Regions from separate parts of the Mus musculus genome. Here region 2 is linked to region 1. A link is a contact called in public Hi-C data. All regions are on one chromosome and are shown on one strand. The core of a region is the stretch at or near the end of the contact, and the rest is flanking DNA. Distances in the headings are between cores, read along the strand shown. Region 1 has its middle 27 kb from the start of A930033H14Rik. Region 2 has its middle 14 kb from the start of Gm32748.

Region 1 (4,679 bases), core at 1,405-3,904:
TGGACTTAGAGGAGGATGTGAGCTGCTTTTGCATGGTCTTTATTCAAAGCACGTTGTGTCATATTTCAGATGCAATACCCACACTTTAGGAAGAATCAAGCTCTCCAATATTTTTTCTCCTCTAAAAAAAGGAAATGCAAGAGATCTAGAGGTCTAGAGAGGTGCCTCCGCCATTAAGAGCACTGGTTGCTCTTTTGGGGGACCCAAGCACCCATATCTGTCAGCCCCTAGTCATCTTTAACTCCAGCCTCTCAGAGTCAATTCCCTCTACTGGCCTCTGAGGACGTGCACACACCAATTATAAAATAGATCTTAAATAATAGATCTGGGCCTTTTTCGGTTATAATTTTGTTTTTATTTAAAGAAGTGTTCCTTCTAGAAGTATTTAAAGGCTTCTCGTTTGGCCAATTTGGGGTAAGTATGATCTCTTTTATGGTTTCTGGGGTGATGATTCATATCTAGACTCCAGCTCTGTGGTAAGGGAGACTGCCCGGAGCTCAAGTCCATAGGAATTTCCAGACTACTCTGGGCTATAGACTAAGACCTTGTGTCAAAGCAAAATAGAATGAAACAACACCAAAAACAAGGGTAAACAATAATCCACAGCTCCACTTGTTACAGTTTGTCCCCTTCCCGTAAATATCACAAATATCACACTGTCCACACTGGGATTCCGTTTCTTTGACTCCTCAGAGTTAGAGCCACTAAAAGAGGCACCTGTTCCAAGGGGCTGGGCGGTATCATTCTCAACATAGCACTAGGCCACCACAAACACTTACCAGCCAGGGTGTTGCAGCTGCGAACATTTCCTAGCATATACATAAAGTTCTGACTGTGACATGGATTGCAACTTGGTATGCAGTATCTGAATGTTCCCACGTCACTTGTCAGACATGTAATCTCCAGCCACAAGATGCACAGACAATCTATCTTGTGGAGACAGGACACAGCACTGGATTTGAGGAAAAGCTATGATAGGAACATCCTCAAATCCACTCAGGGATGTGTGGAGAGATGGTTTTCACTGCCCTGAATTTTGTGTACAAACCCACCCTTCTCAGCCCACATCTGTCAAGACCAGTTCAGATCTGACATCACGCAACCCTTTTGTAGCATATGTGTGGTTTCCTTCTTGCCCTTAATTTCACAGCAGGAAAAAGAATAAAGTCCGTTCAGCAAACAACTTAAACACAGCCAGAGAGATCCCGGAAGATAAATTCACAAGGATCATGGGAAGCTCTTGAGGTACCCTTGCAAACAAACAAACAAACAAACAACAAACAAACAAACAAAAAACCTGCCACCTTGTAAAAGTTGTGTCCTTTGAATAAAAATGTCTCTGAGCAGAAACGAAATATTTAAAGAACAGTGTTAAGACCTCAGCATCTGAAAATTGTACACTCAGGTTCTCGCCTTCATCTTTCTGGGATGCACCCTGTGCTGGTTTGCCACCACCACAACAGGAAGCCCTGTGCACTACCAGAATTGGATGCTGTTCGGAGCTGTGTCTCCCCAGATTGCCATGCTTTACATCGTAAAAGGAACATTTTAAAATTAACGTTGCCACTTACAATCTCCAAATCGAATAGCCATCCTCCGTATATCAAGTCAGTCTGCTACCCTTTCTAGACTAAGCCACCTACCCTTATTTCTTTGTCCTATTCCTTACTAAATCTACCATCAAACCAATTCTTCCATACGTAGTAACCTCAGAGTGAGAACAAGCATGGATAGAGACTTGGCAATGCCTGGAATAGTTTTGATTTCTCCATAAAGGGCAGAAGCTTTGACTTCTTGCTTTCAAGCATCTATATTCTCTACACGCCCACAGGCACAGGGTCACCTGAACCAGTGGCTCTCAGCCTTCGAATGCTGCGTGACCCTTCAATACAGTGCCTCATTTTGTGGTGACCTCCAACCATGAAATTATTTTCATTGCTACTTTGTAACTGTAATTTTGTTGCTGCTGTGGAATGTACCATAAATATCTGGGGTTTCTGATGGTCCTAGGCAACCTCAGTGAGAGGGTGGGAGACCCACAGGTTGAGAAGCACCGGCCTAGGCTATGTGTGTACAGGTCATATATAGAAAGACAAAATGTAAACCTCATATAATTCCATCCCAAACGTTGTGAAATGAACTCTTATTTTGTTTTCTCAGGTTTAGTGGGTTTTCTAGATAGACACAACGGGATAGAAATGATCACACCACTGACAACTTGAAGGAAGCAGTTGCAGGACCTAAGCAGTGGACAGACTGGCGCCAAAGGGTTAGATCCTGGCCTGTGTTTTGGGCCACTGCTGCCCTCTAGGGGACATGTGTGAAATGAGTCAAGTTTCTAGAAAAAAAAAAAAAAAAAAATCAAGACCGAAAATCATTCTATCCCGTCAGCTTTTATGAAAGAAGACAACTAAAAACTCATCAAAACAGGTTCGTGGATTATCTATACGAATGACACAGAAAACAATCCCACAATCCCTCCAGACACGCGCTTTCCCGGGCCATCTGACTGAGACTCACTCTTTGAGAGAAATGCCTTTTTTTTTTTTTTTTTTTTTTTTTTTTTTTTTTTTGTCAAGCCTGGTTCTCCGCAGTATTTTGAGCCTGTTATTTCTTGTCCTGCCAGGGAGCAGCTGCGGACTATGACTAATGTGTTACTCACTGTTTATACGTTCAGCTCTTAGCTTCCAGGGCCCCAGAAACCAGAAACTCCGGCTCCTTCCCTTTTTATGAAGTCAGTTCGTTCCGAGGAAAATATGCAAACATTTCACCAGTTGCCAAATTGATACTTATTTCTGGGCAAGGAGCGTCACTAATTTCACGCATAGGGAAAACATTAACTCATGGTGTTTTTTTTTTTTTTTTTTTAAACACTTGGAAAACTAGGGATACTATCTGCTCTTTTCTTCCTAGATTTCTTAATAATAATTAAAACTTCTATGTGTATGAGTATTTTGTCTCTATACAGCACTTCTATGCCTGGTGTCCCAGAGGACAGAAGAGGGCACTGGATCCCCTGGAACTGGAGTCATGGTTTGTGACCCACCATGTGGGTGCTGGAAACAGAAACCACGGGGCTTTCTGAGGGATCAAAAGGTGCTCTTCAGGCTAAGCTGCTTCTCCAGCCCCCCCTCCCCCAAATCTTGGCCTTAGCGGAGAGTTTAAATGACTCACAGAACTCAAACTTCCCTGTTTGGGGGATAATTTCATGACTTCAGGAAAAGCAGGCTTGTTTCAGTACATCTATCGCCCATCCATTAAGCATTTGCTGAGCTTGTCGTTGCTCAGCAAACACCATGTCAAGGGTGCCAAGCATGTAGGAGAACCCGAGCATACAGGAGAAAGAAGGTACCATTTAGGAAGCCTGGATCTTTGGTCTTTAAGTTGATTTGAAAGTAATAAACGGATTCAACAGAAACCACACTTTTTTTGAACCTTTGTGTTTTTCACAACACAACATTCAATGCTCTTTCGTAATGGCAGGCATCGGCAGTGTGGAGGCCAGTCAGTAGTGGGTAATGGCAGTCAAGCACTATGCTGCACAGTACCGAGTGGGTGTGGTGGTTTGAATATGCTTGGCCCATGGGAAGTGGCACTATGAGGAGGTGTGGCCTGGCTGGTGGAAGTACATCACTGTGTAGGTGGGCTTTGAGGTCTCCTAGCCTTCATGCTCCACTCAGTGCAGAAGAGACCCTACTCCTGGCTGCCTACAAAAGAATCCAGGGCTGCCTGCTGATCAGATAGAGATGTAGAACTCCCGGCTCCCCCAGCACCATGTCTACCTGGATGCTGCCATGCTTCCACAGTGATGATAATGGGCTGAACCTCTAAAACCATAAGCCAGCCCCAGTTAAATATTTGCCTTTGTAAGGGCTGCCTTGATCATATGTCTCTTAACCGCAATAAAACCCAAACTAAGACCGTTGGGAAGCCGTGAGATTCAAGTGTGTTCGCATGCATGTGTGCTGATGGAGGCCCTGGATTATTATGGGGTGTCTTCTGCCATGGCTCTCCACCTTGTTTTTTGAGACAGGGTTTCTCACTGCACTTGAAGTTCGGTGCTCTAGGCTAGGCTGTCTGGCCATGAAGCCCCATCTCTTCAGCGCTAGGAAAAACAGGCACCGTAGTCATGCCTGGATTTTGCATAGGTATTGGGAGCTGAACTTGGTAAGCATTTTACTGAGCCATCTCCTTATCTTTAAATGCACTTGGACCTACATTATTTTCAACTTAAGCCAAGGGCATCACATTTTACTCCTGTACATTTCATGGGATCCAGTAAGTATTGTTGAAACAACTTGTTTTACGTCTATAATCTACTCGGCTTCAAGAATTCTGAGAATAAATACAATTGTGGGACTGGAGAGATGGCTCAGTGGTTAAGAGCACTGACTGCTCTTCCAGAGGTCCTGAGTTCAATTTCCAACAACCTTATGGTGTCTCACAACCATCTGTAATGGGACCTGATGCCCTTTTCTGGTGTGTCTGAAGAGAGCTACAGTGTACTCATGTAAAGTAAGTAAATAAATAAATAAATAAATCTCTAAAAAAAAATACAATTGCTTTTTTTTTTTTTTTTGTACTGCTAGGATCCAGAATGATTGATTCTTTGTTATCTATTAGTAGTCCTTTTGGTGAGTATTATTATCCCAGGTTTATAGATGATGAACAGCATGACT
Region 2 (4,679 bases), core at 563-3,062, 830 kb after region 1:
GCCGCTGCCAGGAACTGACTAGTCATAAAACCCAAGGCATTCAGGCGTCCATCATCGCCTGCCTTTTAATGACTGAACTAAAAGAAGAGACATCAGTTTTCAAAATAAGGTTATAAAAATGCTGTGCACAGATGAGGCCTCCAAATATTTTGATAGTACCCGAACAAAATTGCATATATATACATATATATATATATATACATATATATATATATGTATATAATCATTGAGACAAATCACAAAACATATGTTGTTATGTTTTGCTCTAAAAACCATGAAGTTTACCCAGAACCCTATTATGGTAACTGCTTCACTTTTCATGCATTCCTAAATTACCATGTAATCTAAAACCTTGTTTTCAGCGGCCCTATATTGGAAAGTCCCTTCAAACTAAGCAGGATGATGGCAGGCTCGCTCACATTCAGAAAGAAACCTGCCTTTGCTGCTGAAAATGAAAGTGGGATTTATCAGATAGACTCCTTTAAAACAGTCACCACCTTAGTGACACACGGGGCCTGACGCATCCAGGAAATGCCGAGACCAGGAATTATGCTTTAAGCTCTCTGCATTTTCAAACACATGGATAGTTGGTGTAAAAATATATTCTTTTCCTGCAGGGACGTGACTGTAATTAGTGTGTGCCAAAACTCTCTCTCTCTCCCGGAGATTTCATTGTCTTATCTCTTTGCAGCATCTTAATGCGATTTTATTTTACTTTGTCAAAGTCCTATTAACATAAATGTGTTCTCCATAGCAAACAGTGTTCTTTTTTATGCAAAACAGGATTCAGCTGACTCTAATAAAACAGCTTGCAGTCTATTAGAGTACAACAGTAATGTGCTTATTTTGTTTGTCAAATCAAGACCGCCGTCAGAAGGCTCTAGACAAAGATTTGTCTTGTTTTCCAGAATAATTGCCAGGGTGGGGCTACGTTATGATCTGTAAATGAATAGTATCGCTTAGAACAAACACTTCATATATCTTTTATCTTCCCCTGCACACAGTTCTGAGTTTTTCTTTGAAATCTTTGCTCCACTTTTCCACATAAGTCATCAGAATGTTTCCAAAGAATTTTAACTGCCAGATTAATTATATCTTACAAACAAAGATAGATTGCTTACATTCTTTATTCAGAAACCCTGCCAGTATGGAGCAACTGGCAACAAATTAATCTCTTTTGCAACCCTACAAAATGTTTTGCTATGAAAAGGCCTGGAAGGTAAATGGATCCTTTAAAAAAAAAAAAATCAGGTTGCTCATTCTGAAAGGCTAATCCTAAGCACAGAACAGAGGAGTAAATGAATCTAGCTACTCCCTAACTTTGCTCTTCCTTTTCTTTCTTTCTTTTTGTTTTTTGTTTTCTTGGTTTTTTGTTTTGTTTTGTTTTGTTTTGTTTTGTTTTTGTGTGTGTGTGTGTGTGGTTTTTTTTGTCTTTTGTTTTTTCCTTCTTCTTAACAACTAGGTTACAGCCTTCTGTTAATGGATTCAGTTAATTAAGTATTGCTGTGACCTGGTGGCAATTTCTGAAATCCAGAGAATTTTTCCCTCTTTTAAGGTCTGCCTCCCCCACGGGGCCCCGGGTGTAATCTGTTTGCAGAGAGTCTATGTATGTCAGCCCTGCTTCCCTTAGAAGCTTCTAGAATGTTTTAATAAATTTATCAACCGAAAAAAAATATTACAAACATTTCATTTCCTTTGACTCAGGCACACCACACACACACACACACACACACACACACACACACACACACACCACTGCCTTCATTGCAAATTCTTGCCAGTATGAATCACCCTAAGTAATGTTTGCTTTAACTTTAGTGTGGTTCAACAAACAACCTTTATATGGCTGGACTTCAAAGGGAGGAGAAATGAAGGTTGGAAATATGATAGGCGTAATCTATTATTAGGCATGAAACACTAAACCACTTTTAGCTATAACTCTAAAACCTGCATAATCTTAGGTTTTTTAACATAATGTGTATTTATTGTGCCTTCACTCACACAAGCATTTATCTCCCCGTGTTTGTGAGAGAAATACTTTCCACTGTAGCGTGGGCCACTACTTGGCTTAATTTTTCCTAATATTTAATTTAGAAAGGGGAAAATGGTAATATTATAACAGGATTCTCATGTGTCCCAGCCAAAATACTTAGTGTTCCTCTTTGAGTAAAATTAATCTGTTACCAGTTCCCTGACCTGCAAGTCAGGTTTCAGTAAACTAGGCATCCAGGGAGGAGGGCAGAGGGAGGGGGTAAGCTAGGCTGGCTAGGGAGATAAGATCTCTTTCTTTGATTAAGGGGGGGTGGTGTTGGCGGGGGGGGGGGGGGGGGTGGGGGGGGGAGCTAAAAAAAAAAAAACCGAATGTCTCAACCCAGCCATGCCTCCCAATGGCAGAAAAATAAGCCAAAAGTGTATCCCAGCAGTAATGGTTGAAGACATTTATTAGCTCCGTCCATAACAACATTCACTGCAGGGAGAGCAATTGTTAAAAAATCTGTACTGCAATTATTTCTTTAATGATGGGGGGGGGGCGTCTCCAGCTCCTTATTTCTCTCCTTCTTCACCCTCCACAAACATTGGCACTTAAAAAAAAAAAAATCTAATGTTATGAAATAAGTCAGAGAGCTTGTAGCTCAAGAGAACCGGAGACAGCACTGGGAATGTATGCATGCGCAGAAACAAAAACACCGTCGGTAACATTTTGTTCTTGATTAAATTTGCGCTCCCTAATACAGTAGATTAAAAATAAGTCCAACTGTTAAACGCATTAGTGTTCAGCCGTGGTTCTGGTGCCAGAAAAACCGATACTGCTTCAGACCCAGCCTCTCTCCACTAGACTTGAGGAGCCAGGGGAAATCTGACCCCTCTGGAAACCCGAGCCCCAAAGTCCATCCATGACCCTGCAGTTTGGGGATTCCTTATTTTCGTCGGGTGATGAAATCTCAGAACCATCTTAATATTTTCTCACACTGGGTCAAAAACTCGGCGTCTCTCGGCGAGGCTGTAAGAAAATACGGGCTAGGAAAACGGAGGATGGATTGCTAATGGCTACAGTCAAGACACTCCAGAAGGAATATGAAATGAAGTTGTTCTTTGGTGTACAGGGAGTCGTGAAACTTACATCTTTTAAAAAGAGTTGTAAGCCATGACCTCACGCCAACCCCCCACACTCCTCCCACCCCCACCCCGAAGAATTTTAAGAGACTGGAAAGACCCACAGTTCAGAGTGGGTGCTCCTCCTTACAAGGCATCCAAATTTGGTTCTCAGCACCTACATCAGAAGGCTCACAACCGCGTGTAATTCCAGCTCCTGCACACCTGATGCCCTCTTCTGGATGTAAAGGCACCTGCCCTCACACATGCACACACCTCCACACACTCACCTCCACACACACAGCTACACACACACAGCACTAAAAATGAAATCTCTCTCTCTCTCTCTCTCTCTCTCTCTTTTTTTTTTTTTTTTTTTTTGGTTTTTCGAGACAGGGTTTCTCTGTGTAGCCCTGGCTGTCCTGGAACTCACTCTGTAAACCAGGCTGGCCTCAAAGTCAGAAATTCACCTGCCTCTGCCTCCGGAGTGCTGGGATTAAAGGTGTGCGCCACCACGCCCGGCTGAATAAATCTCTTTTATATATAAAAATAACTATTTAATGGGGCAGGATTTTGAAATGTGTCCTCAGAATTTTGGAGTGTGTGACACTCCGGAGATCATGGCTGACTTGTCTAGCCAATGGGGCTCTGTGAAGTTGGAAAGAGAGTCTGGCCAGATTCATGATGGGCCGGCCCAACCTTGCTGGACATGTAGAATGTACAAATTACCTTCCTCCCCGGTCTGTCCATTGTTGTGGAAGCCCATGACCCTTTGAATGTATTCAAAAAGAAAAAAAAAAAAAAATGGCTTCCAGAGAGACAGCTCAGCAATTAAGTTAAAAGAACTGCAGTTCATTTACATCAGGCCTCTTACAATCAGCTGTAACTCCAGCTCCAGGCGGACCTGCTACCTCTGGCCCCTATGGGTACCTGACTTTGTGTGTGTGTGTCCATGTGCTCACTCGCGCACATGCGTGTGCATGTGCATATATGTGTGTGGGGGGGTGTTCATGCACATGCATGCACAGATAAACAATTTAAAACTTTTTTATTTAAAAAACAAAACTAAACTAGTAGATTGAAAACTGATATGTTTCTCAGATAATTATATTAATATTCTTTATCTAAACTGTGCTATCCCTCCCTGTATTTTTTTCCTAGTATGTATCTTGGTAGTATCACAAATACCAGCTTTCCTGCCTCACTCCCTCTTCCCACAGATTCCCCCCACCCCCATCCCTGTTCCTCTGCTCTACCCCTGACATATTTTTCTGGTCTTTGGTCACTCTGGTTTAATAAGTTACCTGTTGCTGACACTCCATGTCACACAGATGTGCTCTCTTCTGCTGTGACATGCTTTCTGGAGGCGGGGGTAGGGTGGGGAGAATGGGGCGGTAACATCTGTAAATTTACGAAGTAATAACTTCCCAAAAGCCATGCAGATAGCTGCAGATATTGCCAGGAAAAAAAAAAAAAAAAAAAAAAAACAGTTAATTGAAACTATTTGGGGCATGCAGTATCGAACAATGAGGCGGTTTCCGAGCAACACATATCTAAATGCGGCTTGCCAAAGACCTGCACACATT

The links. A called contact is a pair of places that touch in the nucleus more often than the background predicts.
Region 2: a Hi-C map of uterus shows a contact between it and region 1, with 4 times the contacts expected there. The contact joins two enhancer-like sites. A contact is called at or near these places in 1 of 15 datasets of contacts at CTCF or cohesin (the NIH/3T3 cell line), 4 of 484 Hi-C or Micro-C datasets (myocytes, nephron progenitors and uterus) and 1 of 115 datasets of contacts at active chromatin or transcription factors (the NIH/3T3 cell line).

What each region holds. Positions count from the first base shown.
Region 1 is chr10:69,184,041-69,188,719 of GRCm38.p6, reverse strand. It overlaps a transcript of Rhobtb1 not described here. Among named protein-coding and RNA genes, the nearest start is that of A930033H14Rik, 27 kb to the left of the region's middle. Within about 2 kb of position 2,654, at least 194 of the 459 cell types and tissues checked have an H3K27ac peak or open chromatin away from gene starts, as enhancers often do. A contact at or near this core is called in the NIH/3T3 cell line, myocytes, nephron progenitors and 1 more, where this site is marked.
Region 2 is chr10:68,352,059-68,356,737 of GRCm38.p6, reverse strand. No RefSeq gene overlaps it. Among named protein-coding and RNA genes, the nearest start is that of Gm32748, 14 kb to the right of the region's middle. Within about 2 kb of position 1,812, at least 118 of the 459 cell types and tissues checked have an H3K27ac peak or open chromatin away from gene starts, as enhancers often do. A contact at or near this core is called in the NIH/3T3 cell line, myocytes, nephron progenitors and 1 more, where this site is marked.